2 separate regions of the Zea mays genome follow, and region 2 is linked to region 1. A link is a contact called in public Hi-C data. All regions are on one chromosome and are shown on one strand. The core of a region is the stretch at or near the end of the contact, and the rest is flanking DNA. Distances in the headings are between cores, read along the strand shown. Region 1 holds the start of LOC103643875 (teosinte branched1). Region 2 holds the start of LOC100284729 (integral membrane protein DUF6 containing protein).

What was found. A called contact is a pair of places that touch in the nucleus more often than the background predicts.
Region 2: a contact with region 1 is called in a Hi-C map of ear, with 2.5 times the contacts expected there. The contact joins the promoter of LOC100284729 here to the promoter of LOC103643875 in region 1. A contact is called at or near these places in 5 of 25 Hi-C or Micro-C datasets (ear, leaf and tassel).

Annotation. Positions count from the first base shown.
Region 1 is chr1:272,329,058-272,332,989 of Zm-B73-REFERENCE-NAM-5.0, forward strand. LOC103643875 (teosinte branched1) reads left to right here and starts at 1,787. Exons shown (of 1, transcript NM_001382583.1): 1 at 1,787-3,538. The coding sequence starts at 1,882. The coding sequence ends at 3,012.
Region 2 is chr1:272,632,446-272,636,456 of Zm-B73-REFERENCE-NAM-5.0, forward strand. LOC100284729 (integral membrane protein DUF6 containing protein) reads left to right here and starts at 1,454. Exons shown (of 8, transcript NR_182097.1): 1 at 1,454-2,027; 2 at 2,355-2,572; 3 at 2,712-2,784; 4 at 3,130-3,246; 5 at 3,351-3,533; 6 at 3,627-3,768; 7 at 3,876-4,011.

The sequences.
Region 1 (3,932 bases), core at 537-3,036:
CTGTAGCCACTCCTGAACGTATTAGCATATTTGTAAGCATTGTAAGGGACAATCAACTGCATCATTTACAAACTACATCATACCCGACAACTTGGACTCTGGTATCTACCACTATGATACGATATATCTGGCACTACAGCAAGACACGCTAACACTATGGCATGACCAAGGCTTGCCCCCATGTACAACTTTATGTCTGCGATAATATAGGAGTAGTTGGGCCTCTGCTAAACAGGGCCCACTACCTAATAGATATGTATCACTCTCTCCTCACTTCGGCTATAAAAGAGAGGGATAGAGAAACATAGAATGGGTTTCGAAAAAAACTCTTTGACTCTCTAAATAGAAACAAGAGGAAAGGGAAGTTAGTTGGTCATTATCTTTGTTGATGCCTCAACATGTAATTTTCTTCGCCATTGTATTTCTCAATCCACTATATACAAAGAGGTTATAGGGTATATATTACACATCTTACGGTCCGAACCTATATTTAAATTACCCATGTATTGATGCCTAGGCGGTATCCAGCAACAGAGTGTCTCTAGCACGCATCTCTTACTCTATTTATCAACTCTCCCCCGAATACATGTGGTTCCTTATTGTCACTGGCGGATCTACAGGGTGTCACCCTGTAGTCCGGTACCGGCATAACATATTAGCTTTGTCTATTTCATGACTTCAAACATGTTGCAACAACCTACAGATGCGTTCAGTCTATCTATATACAAGAGGAAGAATACAAGTGACAAATCTAATTTGTGAATATAAGAATTATTATGCTGGTTTACATAGAATACCAAATTATAGCACACATTTATCATTCCTTATTGAATTTCTAAATGTATTTCACTGAATTATTCATGCATTTTTAATTTGGCATACCTTATAGTAAAATTCTATAACCGCTACTGCTTATTGTCATTATGCGACTTGGAAGACATTTTCTACCTACTGAAAGCGGTCTGTTTTTTGTGTTGTCGAGAGTGTGATGGGTAACCATAGTTAATAATGCACTGGATCTATCACTACTCATACAGGTCCCATATGCCTAATAATGTTGTGAAGACCAACTCATCTGACCACATCTGTCCCTACCATGCTTGTACACCACACTACATACATCACTCATCACTGGTCCTTCGTTTCGGTACCCTCCTCCCACAATGTTCAATGTATATACTAATAGTTCTCAAATAAATTCCTGTGGATGTTACAAAAACCCACGGTCTTTGGTTTCCTGAAGAAGTATTTCATGGAGGCGCGCACGTCCATCGTACTGCGTCCTGCAGCTATGGCCGCCCCCATCTGGCCAATAAATGTACTAGGTCACTTGTAGCCAATAGCGTTTCAACATGCACACAGCTTTTCCCCCAATAGTGCAGGTCCTTGTATTCTCCTCCCTCTCCCTCACCTCAAATCTCATCCACACGAACAGGCGGCACGGCAGTATTCCTCCACAGCCCTCCTCTCTATAAGATGGCACAGCCCTCTCAGGTAGGGGCGAGTGTCTCACTCTCACATAGTAAAAAAAAAAAACGCCCCAAGGTTCTTAAGCACAATTCTCTAGCTATCTTGGTCTCCTACACAGCCTATGCACATGAGCCCATGCCTCTCCTCTCCTTGCGCCTGCATAGAGAGGTGGTATGATCACCTGGAAAGTTTTTAACTCTCTCTCTCTCTCTCTCTCTCTCTCTCTCTCTTACAAGCCTAGACCTTATGCATGGTCGGACGGACACATCTGATCATAGGACATATGAGTAGGCCACACTCCTCCTGCCCCTCTCTCGTAGAGATCAACACACACTGCTCTTAGTGCCAGGACCTAGAGAGGGGAGCGTGGAGAGGGCATCAGGGGGCCTTGGAGTCCCATCAGTAAAGCACATGTTTCCTTTCTGTGATTCCTCAAGCCCCATGGACTTACCGCTTTACCAACAACTGCAGCTAAGCCCGTCTTCCCCAAAGACGGACCAATCCAGCAGCTTCTACTGCTACCCATGCTCCCCTCCCTTCGCCGCCGCCGACGCCAGCTTTCCCCTCAGCTACCAGATCGGTAGTGCCGCGGCCGCCGACGCCACCCCTCCACAAGCCGTGATCAACTCGCCGGACCTGCCGGTGCAGGCGCTGATGGACCACGCGCCGGCGCCGGCTACAGAGCTGGGCGCCTGCGCCAGTGGTGCAGAAGGATCCGGCGCCAGCCTCGACAGGGCGGCTGCCGCGGCGAGGAAAGACCGGCACAGCAAGATATGCACCGCCGGCGGGATGAGGGACCGCCGGATGCGGCTCTCCCTTGACGTCGCGCGCAAATTCTTCGCGCTGCAGGACATGCTTGGCTTCGACAAGGCAAGCAAGACGGTACAGTGGCTCCTCAACACGTCCAAGTCCGCCATCCAGGAGATCATGGCCGACGACGCGTCTTCGGAGTGCGTGGAGGACGGCTCCAGCAGCCTCTCCGTCGACGGCAAGCACAACCCGGCAGAGCAGCTGGGAGGAGGAGGAGATCAGAAGCCCAAGGGTAATTGCCGCGGCGAGGGGAAGAAGCCGGCCAAGGCAAGTAAAGCGGCGGCCACCCCGAAGCCGCCAAGAAAATCGGCCAATAACGCACACCAGGTCCCCGACAAGGAGACGAGGGCGAAAGCGAGGGAGAGGGCGAGGGAGCGGACCAAGGAGAAGCACCGGATGCGCTGGGTAAAGCTTGCTTCAGCAATTGACGTGGAGGCGGCGGCTGCCTCGGGGCCGAGCGACAGGCCGAGCTCGAACAATTTGAGCCACCACTCATCGTTGTCCATGAACATGCCGTGTGCTGCCGCTGAATTGGAGGAGAGGGAGAGGTGTTCATCAGCTCTCAGCAATAGATCAGCAGGTAGGATGCAAGAAATCACAGGGGCGAGCGACGTGGTCCTGGGCTTTGGCAACGGAGGAGGAGGATACGGCGACGGCGGCGGCAACTACTACTGCCAAGAGCAATGGGAACTCGGTGGAGTCGTCTTTCAGCAGAACTCACGCTTCTACTGAACACTACGGGCGCACTAGGTACTAGAACTACTCTTTCGACTTACATCTATCTCCTTTCCCTCAACGTGAGCTTCTCAATAATTTGCTGTCTTAATCTATGCGTGTGTTTCTCTTTCTAGACTTCGTAATTGGCTGTGTGACGATGAACTAAGTTTGGTCATCGCATGATGATGTATTATAGCTAGCTAGCATGCACTGTGGCGTTGATTCAATAATGGAATTAATCGGTGTCGTCGATTTGGTGATTTCCGAACTGAATCTCTGTGATGAACGAGATCAAACAGTATCCGCCGGTGACGGACGTTCATTACTATTGGCAAGCAAAGCAAGTACTAATGTAATTCAGCTGTTTGATGACAGAATGAAAAAAATGTTGAAGGCTGAAGCTATAACATGCTGAAAGAGAGGCTTTTGCTAGGTAAAAGTCTAGCTCACAAGGTCAATTCCATGATGCCGTTTGTATGCATGTTAAAATCTGCACCTAATGGCGCGGCTTTATATAGTCTTATAATTCATGGATCAAACATGCCGATCATTTAGTTGGGTTAAAAGTTCCTGTTACTAATGGTTTATCTAATTGCTTCTATTAACACTAATTTCTTGATGAGCTGCAAATCTGATTCGTTCCTTTTCAGACTACTGTATATCTCGAATTATCTATCCCTAGGTTGACATCATTTCTCGTCTGCTGGATGATGCCTCATATATATATTTCTATGTGATAATAATCCTGGCTAAAAAAACTATATTCTGATTGTTTTCTGATTTCATTTTTCGTCGGTAGAAAAGATATTTTTAGATTCTATCGGCACATATCCACAGATTCCAAAGGTCTGCATGATTATTTTATTTCGTATAGACTATGAATTGCTACTTGCTATTTGATTGGCCATCGTGATTCATGCACAACTTACTATCTG
Region 2 (4,011 bases), core at 204-2,703, 300 kb after region 1:
TTTATGGTTTGTTCTGAAGATGTTTTCCAACTGGATTAAGTAGCATTAGGGGTACCCCTAATTACGGTCCCCGACAATATGTTATACCTCCGTAAAATTTCATGATTTTTTGAGACTATTTATATATCTATTAATTTCTTGTCATAGAAAATCAATAAAATACAATTAAATCCATAAAATAATGTAGCGTCGATCGAAAATTGCAAATAAGTTATGAATACTAATAAATAGTCTCTACAAAGATAACCTTAAGTTCCCACGTAGAGATAACATTAATCCCCCACATAAAAATGATAAAGTATATTAGTTTAATATAAATTTGAACATTATTTTAATAATTTTGGCCTAAAGATATGTTTAAACAAAAAATTGATGTACTATAACGTTATAGATCTCTTCGAGCTCTACAATTTTCATATAAACTTTATCTTCATCCGATTTCATACGTAAAAGTTATGATGTTATAACTATACTATTATGCAGGAAATGAAAAAACGGGTACCCGAATTCCGGGTACCTGTATCCGACCTGACTATCTGAGTATTTACCGGGTAGTCCTCGCTCCGCATCCGACCTGAATCCGAAGCTTCAGTATCCGGGTATTTACCCGTATCCGTCCCGAATATAAAAATATTCGAATCCGTATCGAAAAATGAGTATTTGCAATATCCGTATCCGGTACCCGATGGGTATACCCGACCCGTTTTCACCCTAGCTCCGGCCAGATGCCCTCGCCGGAGGTATTATGGGCATGTTTGGTTCAACTTTTTTCTGACCAGCTTTTTTAAAAATCTGGCTGTGGGGAGAATCTGAGTATCATTACGATTAAGTGTGGAGAAAGATAAAGTTGTTCATAGGGCTCAGGATCTAGAAAGTGACGGATTTCTACTATTACAATGACTCAACCGATTATGTGTTTATGTTGATTTTGGATGGTTTTGCTCCAACAAATTTTATAGAAGCTGACTGAAAAGCTGAGTGTTTAGCAGTCCGCAACAGATTTTGGTGGTCAGAAGCTGTGTCTGTAATTTTTGGTTTGAAGATATACATGCACGCGCTAGATGTTAAAGAGTACTCTTCTACAAGATATTGCCTCGTAGCACGAGGATATCATGGCTGCCAGAGAAACTGTCATAACACAGCATGTGATGAAAACCACAGCGTGCAAAGCAAAGCAAAGCAAATCAAGCCATCTCGTCGACGCCCGAGCAATGACAGCTCGACAGGTGGGGGGGCTCCGCGAGGATCACATGCGCTGTACTCGGTAGCTCTCCGACGAGAGACGATTGCTCTGTTTCGCGGCCACGGCGACTCGCCGGCTCGGCCTCATCTGAACCCAGCAGACATATCGACGCGGGCGTTTTCGCTAGGAAACAAACCCGAGAGGTCTCTCCCAGCACCGGACGTGGCCAACCACCACAGCGCGCCCCCGCTCCACGCCTCCACAGAAAATAAAATCCCCAGCCGTCGTCGCCAAAGACAAGCTCTTCACCACAAACTGACAAACACGACCCAGGCCTTCTTCCTGCGAGTTTCATTTCATTTCATCCTACCTTACCTTTTTACTCCTCCAGTCCAGTCAGAGAACACCATAAGTGGCCGCTACACCTGCTCACTCCATTGCACCACTAGCAAGTAGCAACAGGAGCGCAGGCAGAACTAGAGCGGTCTTGGTATGGCTTCTTCCCTCGCGCCCGCGTCGTGGGCACTGCCGCTGCAGATGGTCGGGGCTGGGGCGGCAGCGGCGGGGCCTTCCTGCCGCGCGACGCTAGCCGTCGTCACGGAGCCCCGCTGGGCCGCGTCGCTGCGCCGGGCAAGGGTTCTCGTGGCGCTGGCGCCCCGGTGCGTGGCGCTCGACGGGCCCGGCGCCAGCGGCGAGGAGGAGGCGCCCAAGATCGAGGACGAGAGGAAGAAGAGCGGTGAGACGAAGAAGCCGGCGCGCGGCCGGCCGGTGTGGAGCCGGATCCTCTTCGCCTCCAAGAAGACACGAAGTATCATCATCCTCAACGCCCTCACGGTCATCTATGGTGTGCGAATACTTCCTTTGTTCTTAATCTCTCTCTCTCTCACACACACAGCCGCTCCAGTTCGTACTATATATGCTCAACTGCTCGGTCTCAAACTCTACTCTGCACGATTCTGGCATTGCTAATTAGGGTATTGAAAAAAATAGCAGTGCATCGCCTCTGTAATCTGTAGTGCTACTCCAAATACTCTTCATGCTAAAGTTCTTTCTCCGACCACTGTGATTGGTTGTGCTGTGGTTGGTATTAACAGTAAAATTGAGCCTTTTGTAGTTCACTTTTGATCCTTTTTTTTTATCCTGCCAGCAAGTGATATTCCGGTTTTGAAAGAGGTCGAAGCCCTGACAGAGCCTGCGGTCTTCAACATGGTGCGGTTCGTTGTTGCAGCCATCCCCTTCGTACCATTCGCGCTCCGTTCCTTCGGTGACCGCAGTGTACGCTACGCGGGACTGGAGCTGGGAGTCTGGGTTAGCTTAGCTTACCTTTCTCAAGCAATTGGATTGCTCTCATCTGATGCTGGCCGAGCATCCTTCATCACGGCCTTCACGGTAGATCCTGCTCCACGCCGTGTTCATTCTGAATTTTGGTGGTTTTGCTGAAATGGCCTGAACTGGCAAATGCTTCTGTTACTGTACAGGTCGTAGTTGTGCCTCTAATTGATGGTCTTCTTGGTGCTTCGATCCCCAGACTCACATGGTTCGGAGCCATCATGTCTCTGTTCGGAATTGGCCTGCTGGAATGTGGTGGATCTCCTCCCAGTGTAAGTAACAACTTTGTTTTTACTAAGTAGTTTATTGGCTGTAGTGAATAATAGCTTTCAGGATCTTACAGAATGGTTAAAGATCTCTGGCACAGTTTCTTGCTTTCCTGACTTCTGTCCAAAAGGTTCTTTATGCATGCAACAATAGTCACACTCCCATTGAGTCTTCAATCTTGCATTGACGATGATCAACCGAATTTCAAACATATAAAACTTCTGTTAAATCCTCAAAATCGATAGATTTCATTATTCCAAGTCTTTGGATATATTTATGAACTGCTTGCTTTGTGCCTTAAAAAGTAAATACGATACTGATTCCTTGAACTGCTTTCATTGTGTTCAAAGGTTGGCGATATTTTGAACTTCTTCAGTGCCGTGTTTTTCGGGATCCATATGCTTAGAACAGAACAAATATCAAGGAGTACGGACAAGAAGAAATTTTTAGCTCTTCTTGGCTTCGAGGTTGCGCGAACATATTCTCGTATCCCTTTATACTGCTATATATCTTACCCATTGCGACGGCGCAACGCCGTGGACACAATTTCACAAAATCTTCTATCATCCAGGTCCTTGTGGTTGCTTTCTCCTCCGTTCTCTGGTTTATGTTCAAAGATGGCTACGTTGATACCAGCGGATCCAGCTTTGAATCTTGGACGTTCGGGATGCTCTGGGATACCACAGTTTCGTTTCCTTGGATACCAGCATTGTACACTGGGGTTCTTTCTACGGTGTTATGCATGTGGGCAGAGGTCAGTTTACTTCTCTGAGTGTTCTTGTAGTGCTCCTCTCGTTGAAGGCTCGCTTGTTCTAAGCTTGTGGACTGCTTGCATGTCCTCCTGCAGATGGTGGCGATGGGCGATGTTTCAGCAACCGAAACTGCAGTTGTTTACGGGTTGGAGCCAGTTTGGGGAGCTGCTTTTGCTTGGTTCCTCCTTGGTGAAAGATGGGATGACGCTGCATGGACTGGAGCTGCTCTCGTATTATGTAAAGCTTGTGTTCCCTTTCCTTAGTTCTTTGCCTCCTTTGTGAGCGACGGAGTGCCCGAATTAAGTATTCCTTGGAGCTAACAGGATACACTTGCTTTTCATCAGGTGGCAGTTTGACAGTTCAGCTATTTGGGTCAGCTCCTGAGAAGTCCAAGAAAGTCAAAAAACGCAGCAGCAATGCTTTAGAAACTCCAGTGAAACGACGAGACTACTTATCGTTGTCTCCCATACCAGTTGATTC